Linked DNA regions of Gossypium hirsutum: all the other regions are linked to region 1. Evidence: chromatin contacts called from public Hi-C data. All regions are on one chromosome and are shown on one strand. The core of a region is the stretch at or near the end of the contact, and the rest is flanking DNA. Distances in the headings are between cores, read along the strand shown. Region 1 holds the start of LOC107909690 (pentatricopeptide repeat-containing protein At1g60770). Region 2 holds the start of LOC107909693 (AP-1 complex subunit mu-2). Region 3 holds the start of LOC107909692 (L-tryptophan--pyruvate aminotransferase 1).

Region 1 (4,826 bases), core at 1,175-3,674:
CACGAATTGGCTGAAGCACATAGCCATGTAGTAACTATAGCATCGTGACTAGAAAGTGCATGATACAGTATCCTAGTCTAAGATAAATGAAGCAACTGCATGCTGCCGTAATGTACCTCAAAATCTAGTATAAATTGCCAGTAACAAAGATGAAAAAAAGAAAGATCCTATCTCATAACATATCATACGAGTTAACATCTTCTCACAAAAAAAACAGAACTTGAGATGGATCATGCTATACTACTGTGCATTGGTTCAACACAATAATTACCAATTGCATTTTATTATAAAAAAAAAAAAAACAGCAGCTAATTATAGCTATTGAAAATCACTTCTCCAGGAATTAGAACTTTAGAACAACAAATTAGAGAAAAATCACTCAACCGAAATCACTTCAAGCAATTGCTTACTTGCGTCACTCACTTCCACCTTTTCCATCTTCAAACGGCGACGCATCATGGGACTTGTCCTTCCAGCAGCTGCATAAGTTCTTATCAATAATTCAAACACTTCCTCCCCAACACGGTCTACAGCTTTCTTTAAAATCTCTACAAAACCTTCGGCCCCATCAACATCTTTCACTTGCTCAAAATGACGCATCACTGTCCCAATAGTTTCAGATGATGGGACCCACTTTCTGCCATCTCCTCTGCCAGTGGAAATTGCATTGGCCACACAATCAACAGCCAGCTTGGTGTCTCCATTTTTCAAATAATAATCCAAAAAGATCTCCCAAGTTTTGGCATTAGGCTTCGCCCCTCTTCTACGGGCCCTCTCCTTCAGCTCTAGAGCTTTTTCTAGCAAACCCTCCTTGGAATAAGCTCCAATTAAGACATTTGCAATCCGGATATCATAAGTAGAGCAACCCGATTCCCATTCTCTAAAGCATTTCTCAGCTCCGGGTAAATCTTTCAAGTTTACTAACACCTGAATCATATTCAGATAGCTTATATTGGCTGTTTTGTGAAAAGAGAGCCTCAACGAACGCCATATTCGATAAACTTCATGCAAATTTCCCATTCGGCCATACAATGTAATTAGAAACTGGAAAGCAGAAAGATTTCTGTGGGCATTTCTCTTTTCCAATTCCTTAAGTGCCTTCTCTGCCTTCTCAAACAAGCCAGCATCAACATAAATTGATGCTATATTGCTATATGTTGTCCAATCATCAGCATCCTCAGCATCTCTCTTCATTTCCTCAATAACTCTTTCAACCCCAGAAATATCATTCATAGCAGCCAGAGCCCTCATCCAAACGTTGTACGTAAATGAATCTGGTATGACACCACATGATTTCATTTCCTGTATAATTTCTTGTACCCTTTCAGGCTGGCCAATCTTTGTGTAAAGAGTCATGACACTATTATAAGACATAGAGCTTAAAGGAAGGTTAAGTTCCTTCATCTTTTCCATCAGAGCTTCAGCTTTTTCAGTCATCAATTCCTTACAGTAACAGTTGAGAAGGGCACCATAAGTTAGATGGTTTTTCAATGCTTCAGGAAGATCGACGAAGTAATTTTCAGCAGCAGGAATCCCTTGAGCTTTGGCAACCAAATCAAGATGGATTGCCTGATCACTAACAGTCTTATTCATGCCCCGCTTAGTCGCCATCATTTCAGACAGCTGTAAATACAAATGTAATGACATACATAATCCATTTTGAATTAGGAAGTATTGAAATCAAACATAGAAACCTACATTCATAAGAACATTCTGAACCAAGTATTAGCAACAATTATATGCAATCTCCACAACAAAAGGAGAATTATATGATAATATGAGTACATTGTCTATCCTAAAACGCTTCTGAATCTCTTTCACTTGATTGTACAATATAACCCAGTCGTAGTTTGTAAATAACTATACCGCGTAATCAAAAGCCAAAGGAATTAAAAATAAAAAAGGGCCAAGATTCGCACTACTTCATTAGACAAAATCAACAAAGTTTCATATCTATTAGAACACCATAAGAGAAATTTCGCAATACAAACCCCAGGCTTTGATCCAAAAAAGGAATACGAACCTTGAGAGCAGGGAAATAGAGCTTACGGTGGCGAAGCTTCTTGAGAGTCTCGTCTACTTCCCATTTGTAGACACGCTTGGAGCTCTTGAGGAAGTGATTAAGCTGCTGCCGCACGCTAATTTCCGAGCCGCCTTCCTTAAAAAGCCGTTGGAAAAGTGCTTCTTCTAAGTACTTGTTTGACCTTCTCGTCACATTCTTGGTCCGTCCCAATTGCTGCATCAACGCCATTGATTTGGTTGAGTGAGACGGGGTTAGGGTTTTAGGGTTTCTTTTTATTATTTATTTTGGATTCATTTGGTGAAAGAAATTTTGGGAAATGAAAGAAAAACCCTTGCTGAACAACACCCCCCGCCCTGATTAACTGAGGGAGCCAGCCGAGCCGGCTTTGGTTTCTGGATTTGGGCTTAAAACTTCGGCTTTTCGATTTGTTATATGTGAACCATTTGAAATTGAAAATGTGGCCTTCATCCTTTGAGGCTTCCATTTCGTGGTAAGGTTAAAAATAAAATTATATACGTAAATTTGTTTAAATGTATATTTTAAATTTTAATTTTGATTTAATTATACATATTTAAATAAATATATTAATTTATTTTAATATTGAATAAATATAATTATTTATGTATGTAATATATAAACATAAAATGATGTTATATCAATAATTGTGTTAATAATTTACAAGAATTGGATCAAATCAAAATTTCATGTATAAAATTGCACAAAATCAAAGTTCATATATACAACTGCACATTAAACCATAATTCATATATAGTTTTGATATTTATTCTAAAAAAATAATGTATTCAGATACCGATAATCAAATACTGATTAGGGAAATGCGTTCAAATGTTTTAGTTTGCAAAATAAGCAATGGAATCAAAAGTTTAGAGTTTTTTTTTAAACTACATCTCAAAATTATTAAATTATTAATAAATTTATTTTTTAGTTACTTCAAGAAGTTATAAAATTGTCATTAAATTATTTAAAAATTTTCATACAGGTCATTAAACTGTTCAAATTGTTGCTATATGACCTTCTCCATTTGCACCGTCTACACTGATCGAAAGTTCTTCTTTTACTTCTCTTCTACAGTTTATTTTCTTTTTCATAAAACAACTCTAAATGTCTCAAATATAATGACGTGATTTCTATTGGTATCGAAAAAAAATCAATTTCGAAGTTGAATTTCCTAAATCAAGCTAACCTGAAAATTTTATTTGAAAAATTTACGTGTCGCATACGAAACTACAAAATCGAATTATCAAGTAATTAAATTACATAAGTTATTAATCATAATAGATAGGCTAATTTACTTTGTCTAAGAAGCCAGTATTTCACGCATACAACAAGAATATTGAGATCACTATCATAAGATTCATGATTTGGTTAGTTTTGTTCGTTACAAGACCAAGTCGTAGATATTTTTACCAGACCGGCTAAAGTAGATGTGCTCTTGAAGCTTAAGAAACTGATGGACGTGATGAAGTTAGAGAACTTGGTTTAAAGGGAGCTATGATGAAATTGGACTGAATTATTTATAAAATATAAATTTATTTATTTTTTAATAATAATAAATTTAGTTTTTAATGGTTATATATATATATTTAATTTAATTTTTATTTTTTAGTTAAATTTGATCATTAATTTTTAAACAAGGGTCAAATTATTTTTTTAACGGAAATATTGATTAAAACATTAATTTTTTAATGATATTGTCGTGGCAGCAATTCACAAGATTTCAGGTTGACTTGACACCAATTTTTTTAATATATTATGTCAATAAATAATTTAAAAATTATAAAAAATGAAAAGTTCATAAAAATTAAAAAAGAAAAAGTATGAAATACATGTGGATTATTATGCAAGTTGTCATGTTTAAAAACTTAATGTTTTAGTCGATATCTTCGTTTAAAAAAAACAATTCGACTCTTTTTGAAAGGTTAGTAGTCAAATTTGAATCTATTTAAAAGGTTGTGAGCCAAATTCAGCTAAAAAAAGAATAATAACTAAACTGACAAAAGATATAAACGTTAAGAGTGTGCTTGGTTGGGTGAAAAAGATATGTATATTATTTTAAAATTATGCAATTTTCAAATGTTTTATTTTATTTTCTTTATTTTTCTAACTCTAGCAAGTAATGGATGGAAATAAAAAAAAATTCCTTCCATTATTTCATTTTTCCTACCAAGCATGCCTATAGAAAGAAAAGTTATGTTTTTCATCCTTCTAATTTTTTACCACTTCAATTATCCATCATTGCAATATTTTCACTCTACCAAACAAAGGCTATGCCCGAAATTTGCTATTATACATTTTTGCTTCTATGGAGTTTTAATTTGAGTAATATAACTTTGCTAAATCTTTTTTACTTAGATTTGTTTTTGGGTTGGGTTTGAGTTGACTTAAATAAAATATCCATACTAATTATTAGTGCTTAAGCCAAACCCAACCCAAAGTATAAGCTCTATATTCTATCTAGGCCGGGCCTTGACCCACCAAAGTTATAAAAAAAAAGGCAATGAGACCACATATACACTAGATGACCTATGCACCAAATAAATGTATAGGAATTTTTCAATCAAAGAAACTATGCAAGACCCAATGCAAGTCTTTTGGGAATAAACATGAAAAAGGAAGAAACATTTGAGTAAAAAATAGATGATGGAAGCTAATTTATTGTGAGAGCAGTAGAAGCTTTTTTCCTTCCTTGTTGAAGATGACGATGTAAACTAATAATTGAGCATAAGATTTTAATTTATTCACACTTAATAAAATTTAGGTTTTACATATTGTAATTTAGCTA
Region 2 (4,826 bases), core at 1,724-4,223, 150 kb after region 1:
TGGAATTTCAAAATAATTAGTACCACAGCTAGCAAGAGAATTTTATAAGTTTGGAGTTGGCAGATGATACCTTCCCACCAGGAAAAGATCTTATTTTCCACAATAATGCATCATTTTCAGGTGCATATGCTGCAGATCCCATTGATGTCCGAACATTTGGACTGGAAGCATCAGCAGGCACAGGCACCATAATCTCAACATTCGTAGCAGTACTGTAAAGAACAATAATGCTTTAATCAGTGCTTAGTCATCTAAACATTGAATAACCCACCTAGATATGAGGGAAATTAGAAGAGCATGAAGAAATAGGGATAAAAACCCAATACCTACGCTCCTTGAACTGACTCCTGGCCTTTACCATAAACTCAACACGGCTTCTTGAATGTTTTTCAACTTGAGCTTCCACCCAGATGAGCGGTTTTACCTAAAAGCAGAAGTAATCACCAAAATCAGTCATCAAAAGAATAAGCAATTAGAAGAAAGAAAGAAAGGGAGTGAAACTTCATAAGAAAAATGGTTAACCTGAGTGCTAAGTCTGTATGTCATGAGATCAAAGGAACCATCAGGAGGTATGAAAGATATAGTTCGGTCATTTTCAAATCGGGCCAGACGTACACACCTAGGACAAAGCATTAATGAGGGAAATTTGCACCATCAGACTTCAGTAGCTGTTACACCCAAAGCTTAAGAAAAAGCATATATAAAAACCAGAGTAAAAGTAGAAAAGAGAGTCAGGTTACGTACTGATGAAACTTTATGTCCTCCAAATCAATCGCCTTTCCCTTTGTTGCTCGTCCTTGTGCCTCAAGCAATACTCTATCATTTAGGCCAAGCTTACACTCGGGCATGCCACTGAAAAGGATAATTGAACCCAAATAAATAGACAGCCTAAAATAGAACTTCCAAAATGAAAGGATACTTTTTGATGTCATAAATATCAAGAAAAAGCAATAGTTTAGACAATGTCTGTGTATGAAGGTTTGAGTTGCCTACAATCATATAGCATAGACAGAACATGCCAAACTTTTGACAGCTTCCAGCATTACCGGCATGAATGACACAGCAACTGGAAGTTTCAAATGAATGGTGCAGTAAACAAGGGTGCAAAATTGTGATGGAGAGACACCAATTTCCTCTTCCAAATTAATAATGCTCTTTTCAAGATTGCAGAAAGATATATAATATATATCTTTAAATCCAGGTCTCATCATATCAATTGCCGACCACTTCAATCAGCATCACCTTTTTTCCTAAAGAAATTGATATCCGCTTAACTTTTATTTGCAACTTGCAAATTACACAGTATCATCATTCTCTCTAATATGCAATATTTGTTTAAATATAAGTTTTGCTACATTTGACACTCTTTTATATTCCCATTTTAAATCTATTCACGAAAATAAGCAATTACACTCTAGAAGTAAAGATAGAGTTCTGCGTTGACTAAAGCATATTCCCTTAAGATGGACAAATACCATATATCATCAAACAACCAGAAAACACACCTCAAATAAGTTCTCATCTTCAACGCCCCAACAACATCTGACCTAATTATTTGTCCATTGCTGTTGACAAGTATGTTCACGCTTTCTACCACATCCAAAAACACCTGAAATTAAAGAACGAATCTTCATAAGCTAGTGTCTCAAATGTGTTGATAAATAACTCAAAAACGACAACTATAAAAAAAGTGACCTACTTCATTCTTCTTGTAGTTTATTCCTTCACTCCGCCAAGAGACTGCATTTGTAACTGCCATTGGAGGTCTCTGTGTAACTTCCATCCTATAAGCATCAGTCTTGATAAACTCACTAAGTATTTTTGCTTCAGTGTATTGGGGGTAGCCAAAATCCATAATCTCATCAAGTAACTCATACTGGAAAATGCATAAAAAAAGAGCTAATTATAAACTCCTCTACTAAGATTATAAACCAATATGGTCCAACAACCAAAGCTGGAACTAGTTATCCTGAAAAAGAAAAGGAAGTTTGATTTCCTCATACCACTACAACAAAGTTATCCCTAAGCGATTCTTCTTCTAATTCCTCGAAATAATGCTTAAAAACCTGAAACATTAATTCAGATCAATATAGAGAATCGAGATCACATATTAGTACTGCATTAAAAAATGTTTAGAAAAAAAATTAATGCAATTGAAAATTTCAAAATAAAGAAGGCATAAAACTAAAATTACCGAATTGGCTTACATCAACTACACGGTGAAGGAAGAAAAGAAGACTGGCAGCATTGCAATTCTGCCTTGTTGCAGTCATCAAGTACACGTTGCTGTGTTGTATAAACATGTACGTAACTCCATTATCATACACCACTGGATCTTGCGACTGCGGATCTCCCTGCGTACCAAATCCAAAGGTCCACCGAATTCAATAATACGCTAACCACTTTGAGCACCATCAATTTAAAAACTGATTCGAAGTATAGTTAAGCTTAATTCAAATTTTAAAAATAAAAAAATTTAAAGCAACAAAGAGAAGAAATATATTTATTCTAAACGGGAAAAAAAATATCAATTTGAAATCTGAAATTGCACGAAAAAAAAAACCTCTTTTTCGATGAGTTTGGTGAAGAAGCGTTCAGCTTGAGCAGCAGAGACGTCGCCACGGTAGTCACGCCACACCAGAACACGGCCCTTTATATCTAGAAGAAATAGTGCAGATGCTGCCCCCGCCATTTCTTCTTTCGTTTATATTTTTTGCCCTACGAAATCCCTAGTAATTTTGCAGATCAGATCGATGCGGTTCACGGTTTTCTTAAGATCTGATTTGAATCAGAAGCGAGAAGAAAGATCTAACTGAAAGAAGTGCAACGTTGAGCTAGCTTGTTGAAGCTGAACCATATTTTGTTAATGATCGTTACGATCTGCCCTCTCCATACACACTAATTTACTTTTCTTTCTATTTCAGATTTTAAATGGAAGGCTTCAACCTTCATCTTCCCATACCTGTGTTTTTTTTCCCGGTGCCAAATGTTTTTAGACTTCATATTTCTAAACGACGTCGCTTTATTTCGTTTGAAACTCACGCGCCAATATCGTGAGTTGTTTTCGACATTTCCTACTTTATTTGACAATCTAATTTACATATAATTTACCTCCTAACTATAATATTTAATCTGATCGTTATTATTGGCTTTATATTAATCGTAAATAAATGTGCCATTCATTCAAAAGGGTCCTACATCCAGGGTAAAGTTAACATAAAATTTTAGAGGGCCAAAATTAAATTAAATTTTTACGATAATAAAAATATTATTTTACCATTTTAATTAGTTTACATTTTTATAATTTTTAAATGATTAAATCAAATTTTTATCATTTTTAAGAGATCCAAAGTATAATTATATCTTAACTAATTTAAAATTTTAAAAGGTCTAAATGAAAAAATTTCCATTTTAAGAAGGTCGGGACCCTTGTCAATCCCCTTAGCTACGCCCCTGCCTATAAAACAAAAGGGAATGACCGAGGTAATGAAAAAATTAATAACAAGAAAAGCTCAAAGTATTGAAGAACATTTTTGATTACTGAAAATACAAAATTACATTAGATAAAATGACATATAAATAGCTTAACTACATGTAACGTTAAAGCTAAAAAAACCCGCAACTAATAGCCCACTAAAACCTCAACTAACAAAACATAATCTGATCATATACCTATAAAATAGGAACCAACTTATTTGATAAAGAAAATAAGTAAATTAAAAAATCCAGTAAGATGCACTAATTTTTAACACTCCCCCTTAGTGCATGCTTACGATTAAGAACTCCAAGAGCATCTTTAAATTGCTGAAACTTAGGCTTCACCAAAGCCTTAGTGAAAATATCAGCCACTTGATCGTTGGTGCGAATGTTTACAAGCTCAATCTGTTCACTTAGAACCTTTCCTCGAACAAAATGATGTCGAACCTTGATGTGCTTCGTTCGAGCATGAAAAACCGGGTTCGATGCAAGCTTAATAGCACTTTCATTATCACACTTGATTTTTACAGCATAATCAACTTTGCATATGTCTCCAATCAACCTCTTCAACCAAATGCACTCTTGTGCAGCCATAGTTGCTGCCACATACTTGGCTTCGGTACTCGACAAAGCAACAACACCTTGCTTTTTGCTACACCAAGAAACCATTGCTGAACCGATGCTGAAACAATATCCCGAAGTCGAGTGACGACCGTTTGTATCTCCAGCCCAATCGGCATCAATAAATCCACTCAACATAAAGCTATCACATCTCTTGTATAGAAGACCATAATCAATAGTTCCTTTAACATAACCCAAATTACTCTTTGCTGCATCCATATGAATAGTTGTTGGATTCTGCATAAATTGAGAAACAACACAACAGAGTATGAAATTTCAGGCCTTGTAATGGTCAAATAGATTAAGCTTCCAACAAGTTATCGGAACTTCCTTGCATCTTCCAACGGCCTCCCATCATCTTTCTCCAACTTCAAATTCGGCTCCATTGGAGTAACTTTTTCTTTCGACTCCCCCATACCAAAACGCTCCAAGAGATTCCTTGCATAGCCTTTTTGAAAAACAAAGTAACCTTGATCTGATTTTTCCACTTCTAGACCAAGAAAACTTCCAATCTCCCCCAAAATTTTCATCTCAAAACGAACAGACAAGTCATTCCTCAAATTACAAATTTCTGATCATTATCTCCAGTTATTATCATATCATCAACATATAATAATACCAAGAGATATGCACCTGATTCCAATTTTATAAATAAACTAGAATCTGATTCAGAAACTCTAAAGCCATAAAAAATGAGATATTGAGCAGCTTTACCGTACCATGCTCGT
Region 3 (4,826 bases), core at 949-3,448, 130 kb after region 1:
TGCCTCAAAGCCTCTTGAAAGAGATCTAGCTAAAATATTTCTAATAGCGATACAACTTCCTTCACTAGCTTCTACAGTCGTCTGAAAATAGGAGGTGGAAAAGGGTGGTAGAATATCTATTATACGGGTGAATCCAATGGGGGAAGGAAGGCCTCTTGGTTTTAGACCCCTTATTGTTTAGTTATACAATTTAATCCTTTTAACAGATAATTTTTAAATTTGCCCCCCCCCCCAACAATTTATATTCTTATACTATCCCACAACCAAAATTTTCTAGATTCGCTCGATTTATTAGTTTTATAGTCATTAAGAAAGCCTTCATGACTTACTTTATCAAGGAGAAATAAGAGGACGTTACCAGTGATGGTGAATAGACAAGGGGAGAGTAGGTACCCTTGGTAGGGTTGAGTATTCGATTGAGTCGAGTCGAATCAAATAAAAAAATTTCGAGTTAATCGAGTTGAGAAATCCTATTTAGCAACCAAATTCAATTTGAAAATTTTTCAAATCGAATCTAATCGAGTCAAAAAATTACGAATCAAGTCGAGTCGAGTTAATGAATCTTATTATTTATACTCAATGTTTTGTTTACATGGACCAAGTATTTATCTAGTAGACGAAGTACAAAATTATTTAACTACATAAACAATATAATAGTCTTAGTTTTTAACTTAATAGGTAAATATTTATCAAAACAATATAATTTTGTCTTTTAACTTAATGGTTTTGACTTTTAACTTTAGAAAAAATAAAAATTTATCAAAACGACGTAGTTTTGTATTTTCTTATTCAGATTTTCGGATAACTCGAATTGTGTAATTCATATTCGAGTTAAACCAAAAAAAATTATTCGAGTTGATCCGAATAACTCGATTAACTCAAATAACTCGAATTATTTAATTCAAAATTTAAATTTTTTATCGAATTTTTCGAATCGAATTTTGCTCACCCCTCCTTAGCTCATCCGCTTTCAAGTGAGAAACCCTCCATGCTAGAACCTTGTTGAATTCTAGGATAGTGTTGAATTCTATCCATTCCTCTGAGCCGGTGGATAGCATTTACCTTTTATGATTTTGGGTGGTGGCATGGAAGAAGCATGTCTTACAATTCCGTTGATTGAACCATTGGATTGTAGAGCATTGGGGCTAATGACATTCCTCCATTTCCATAATTTATCAAGTTGACGTTTTATCTTCATTGCTTCTTCTTTAGATTTAGGAGTGAGTGGTTCTTCTTGGATATAAGCAAGTCTTTTTTATGAGGAAGTCGATGTTTCTTCTAGAGTTTCCATGCTTGTAAGCCATGGTGAATGGCTAATAATTTCTCATTTAAGGTGATTTAAGAGTTGAGAGAACGAGGAGTTAGCCATTTCCCTTAAATTAGCTCTTCGTATTCTTAATCCAAGGTCCATTTGAGCTGGAACTTAAACATTCTATAGTGAAAGTTGTTATTGATGGGAGAGTGATCCGAGTGGATGGTGGGTCAGCAACTCCAAAGGCCGAAGAAAAGAGATCAATCCATTTCTCCTTACATACCATCCTGTCTAACTTTTACTGGATTGCCTAGATGCCTATTCAATTATTAGACCAAGTGACAGCACCTCCACTAATGTGCATGTCTATGCGATTGGAATCATCAATCCATTAGCTAAAAGATGCATTTTCTTGGTACAACTTGGTTCTCTTTTATTTTTTTGTCCTCAAGGTTTTTAATAGCAGTGAAGTCTCCTAAACGGCTCTAGGCTAGAAGAGAGCCCTCCCTCTCAAGTTTTTGATTTGATTTAGCACCTCAATTTTATTCCCTCAATAAGGGATTCCATAAGCAAAAGGTTATGTCCACCTCTAATAAATATGAATGTTGTAGGGGCGATGGGACGAAAGTCCTAGTTTTCTATCGGTTCTTATGCATTGTAACTTTAATCATCATTTACGGATATAATTTTTTTATGGAAAGTTGAATTCTATTTCTTTTCAAAATTAAAATTCAATCAATTATTATCAATTATATATTAGCAATAAATATCTTTAGGATACATTTATGAATAATGAAAACACAATGAACTGAAAACTATCCTAAAAAAGGGGAAGTAATTGTAATTTTGTGAAGAATCTACTCAACACCTTAACTTAGTGCCAAGTCTAAAACAGATAACTCTCCATTATAGTAAGTACATCTTTGGATATCGTCATTAATATTTCCGAGATATTTTGCCTTTTAGGCCTCATTGTTAAATTTTTCGTTGGTTTGATTCACTCAAAAAACCAGAATCCGACATGTTTATTGGAAACCAATATAAAATGAATTAGGGTTCATGCATCTATTGAGCTCTTGAATTTTGTCCCCCTATATATATAAACCCATATCCATCCTCCGTCCACATCATACCCCAAAACATTATTTGCTTGCTAAAGAAAAAAAAAATAGTATAATTTCACATTCACTTTTATAGAAGCCAAGATGGTGGTCGGCTTTGAGAAGGCAGTTTCCGCTACGAAATCCGTCGTGACCTCCGCCAAGAAGGCACCCACTACTCTCTCCTCCGACCGTGTCATCAACTTCGCTCGGTTTGTCCATCGCCTGCATTGATTTCATCGGCTATTGCATGTTTTTCTTTTCAATCATTTTCACCTCTATTTTATTATTTTTCCCTTTCTGTGGGGGGTTTGTGACTGTTACATTAATCAGTATTCCACTTAAATCCCGCATTGGTGCATGCAGTGCGAGGGATTTTAGATTTATTGGCTAAACCGAAAGCATGATAATAGGATTTGGTTTTATTTCTATTTTTCACAGTGGTGATCCTACCATGTACGAGTCATACTGGAGGCAAATGGGAGAGAAATGCACGATCGTGATCTCTGGCCATAATTTGATGAGCTACTTCAGCAACGCGGGACACTTTTGCTGGTTTTTGATGCCGGAGCTCGATCGTGCCATCCGGAGGTTGCATTGCGTCGTTGGAAATGCAGTGGTTGACGATGATCGATATATCGTGGTAGGCAATGGCTCAACCCAGCTCTTCCAGGCCGTGCTCTACGCCCTCTCTTCTTCCTACGACCCTGACACTGAGCCCCTCAGCGTCGTCGCCGCCGCCCCTTTCTACTCGGTTAGCCCTTTGATAAACTTTTAACCCTTCATTTTGGTTGACACGAGAGATTTTGACTTCTTTTTTGTTTTTTTTTTCTTTTAACCCAGTTAAATCAAAATCAATGTTGTCGTATTGGATTTATTAGGTTCTTATCTTATTGAATGAGGGTGGTTCAGGGACGGGCCAAGGGGTGTTTCCATGTTTATTAGAACATCTTCCATTAATGCATTCGGTTCCATTTTTCAATGACATTGGGAAACGTTTGCATTAAGGGGTTGTCATAAGCGGAATAGACAAATTACTGAGAAAGAAATGGGGACAATGGAACAAACATGTTTTCTTAAAAACATATTAGTTATCAAACATATGCATGCAAGCATTGTTTTTGGATCTTAGGGCGAACATGGTAACATGGACATGTCTTGCTTTTGAAACCATGTGGTGGGTCAACCCCAGATTCTCCACGGTCTGGTGAGAAAACCCACTCACCTTTCGGCTTTTTTTAAAAATTCCTACACCATGTTTATGATTAAAATGACATTTCATGGGCCAAGCTTAATCAAATTTATTAAGCGCCAACTAGGATTTATATGGGTGATTGGACTCCATCATGGTTGTTTGCGGAAAAATACCCAACCATAAACATTCAACACTATATTATAAGCGGTTTTTGAGATACAAAAGCCAGACATTACTCATGTTACGCACGTTTGCCGGAGACCATGGAGATATTCTAAATGATTTGCACATTTTCATGTGTTTCATGTCTCTAGTTTCTTCAAAAGATGAAATTAAACCTGGTGCTGCCACTACCTCGTCTTTTCCGCTTGTTGCCTACCATCTGTTTGCTAAAATTTACCTCTGAATTCACAGTCATATCCAGAGGAAACGGACTTCCTCCGTTCAGGGCTGTACAAATGGGCAGGCGATGCTTACTCCTTTGATAAAGATGGAGCATACATAGAGGTGGTCACTTCGCCCAACAATCCTGATGGTGCAATTCGAGAAGCAGTGGTGAATCGTGATGGTGGTAAACTTATTCACGACTTAGCCTACTATTGGCCTCAATACACCCCCATTACTGGTAAGGCTGATAATGATATTATGCTTTTCACCTTCTCCAAAGCCACTGGACATGCTGGTTCCCGCATCGGGTAAGAATCTCCTGCCATGAAATAATCGAGAAGATGGAAGTTTTTTGTTTTTGTTTTTGTTTTTTTTTTTTTTTTGCGAAATGTTTTGATCATTCAAGTTGTAAGCTTTTTTTATTCTGCAGATGGGCTATCGTTAAGGATATAGAAGTGGCAACCAAGATGGTTAAGTTCATGGAGCTGAGTAGCATTGGGGTGTCGAAAGAATCCCAACTCCGTGCTGCCAAGATTCTCGAAGTGATCAGTGACGACTGCCAGAATTCTGCTCCTGATAAAGAGGAAAATTTCTTTGAATATGGACAGCGGCTCATGTCTGATAGATGGGAAAAGCTGCGTGAGGTGGTTAAACGCAATGGAGTTTTCAGTCTGCCTAAGTACCCTCAAGATTACTGCAACTTCATTGGCAAATACACTGATCCAAGCCCTGGTAAATGACTGATCATATCATTTTGGCATATAATGAAAACAGGTATTTCATTTAACTTGTGAAATTCGGTTTCTTTTTCCTGGTACAGCCTTTGCATGGTTGAAGAGCAAGGACGGGTTGAACTGTGACAATCTCTTAAGAGAGCTTAAGATAGTCACAA

Evidence for each region. A called contact is a pair of places that touch in the nucleus more often than the background predicts.
Region 2: a contact with region 1 is called in a Hi-C map of anther, with 4 times the contacts expected there. The contact joins the promoter of LOC107909693 here to the promoter of LOC107909690 in region 1. A contact is called at or near these places in 6 of 34 Hi-C or Micro-C datasets (anther, callus and leaf).
Region 3: a Hi-C map of leaf shows a contact between it and region 1, with 2.2 times the contacts expected there. The contact joins the promoter of LOC107909692 here to the promoter of LOC107909690 in region 1. A contact is called at or near these places in 10 of 34 Hi-C or Micro-C datasets (callus, fibers, hypocotyl and 1 more).

Annotation. Positions count from the first base shown.
Region 1 is chrD02:60,713,925-60,718,750 of Gossypium_hirsutum_v2.1, reverse strand. LOC107909690 (pentatricopeptide repeat-containing protein At1g60770) reads right to left here and starts at 2,424. Exons shown (of 2, transcript XM_016837314.2): 1 at 2,024-2,424; 2 at 151-1,623. The coding sequence starts at 2,251. The coding sequence ends at 376.
Region 2 is chrD02:60,564,250-60,569,075 of Gossypium_hirsutum_v2.1, reverse strand. LOC107909693 (AP-1 complex subunit mu-2) reads right to left here and starts at 2,973. Exons shown (of 11, transcript XM_016837316.2): 1 at 2,564-2,973; 2 at 2,208-2,354; 3 at 2,004-2,066; 4 at 1,700-1,876; 5 at 1,506-1,609; 6 at 745-852; 7 at 523-619; 8 at 327-424; 9 at 71-212. The coding sequence starts at 2,692.
Region 3 is chrD02:60,579,518-60,584,343 of Gossypium_hirsutum_v2.1, reverse strand. It overlaps LOC107909692 (L-tryptophan--pyruvate aminotransferase 1), which reads left to right and starts at 2,198. Exons shown (of 5, transcript XM_016837315.2): 1 at 2,198-2,564; 2 at 2,794-3,106; 3 at 3,962-4,242; 4 at 4,365-4,666; 5 at 4,755-4,826. The coding sequence starts at 2,458.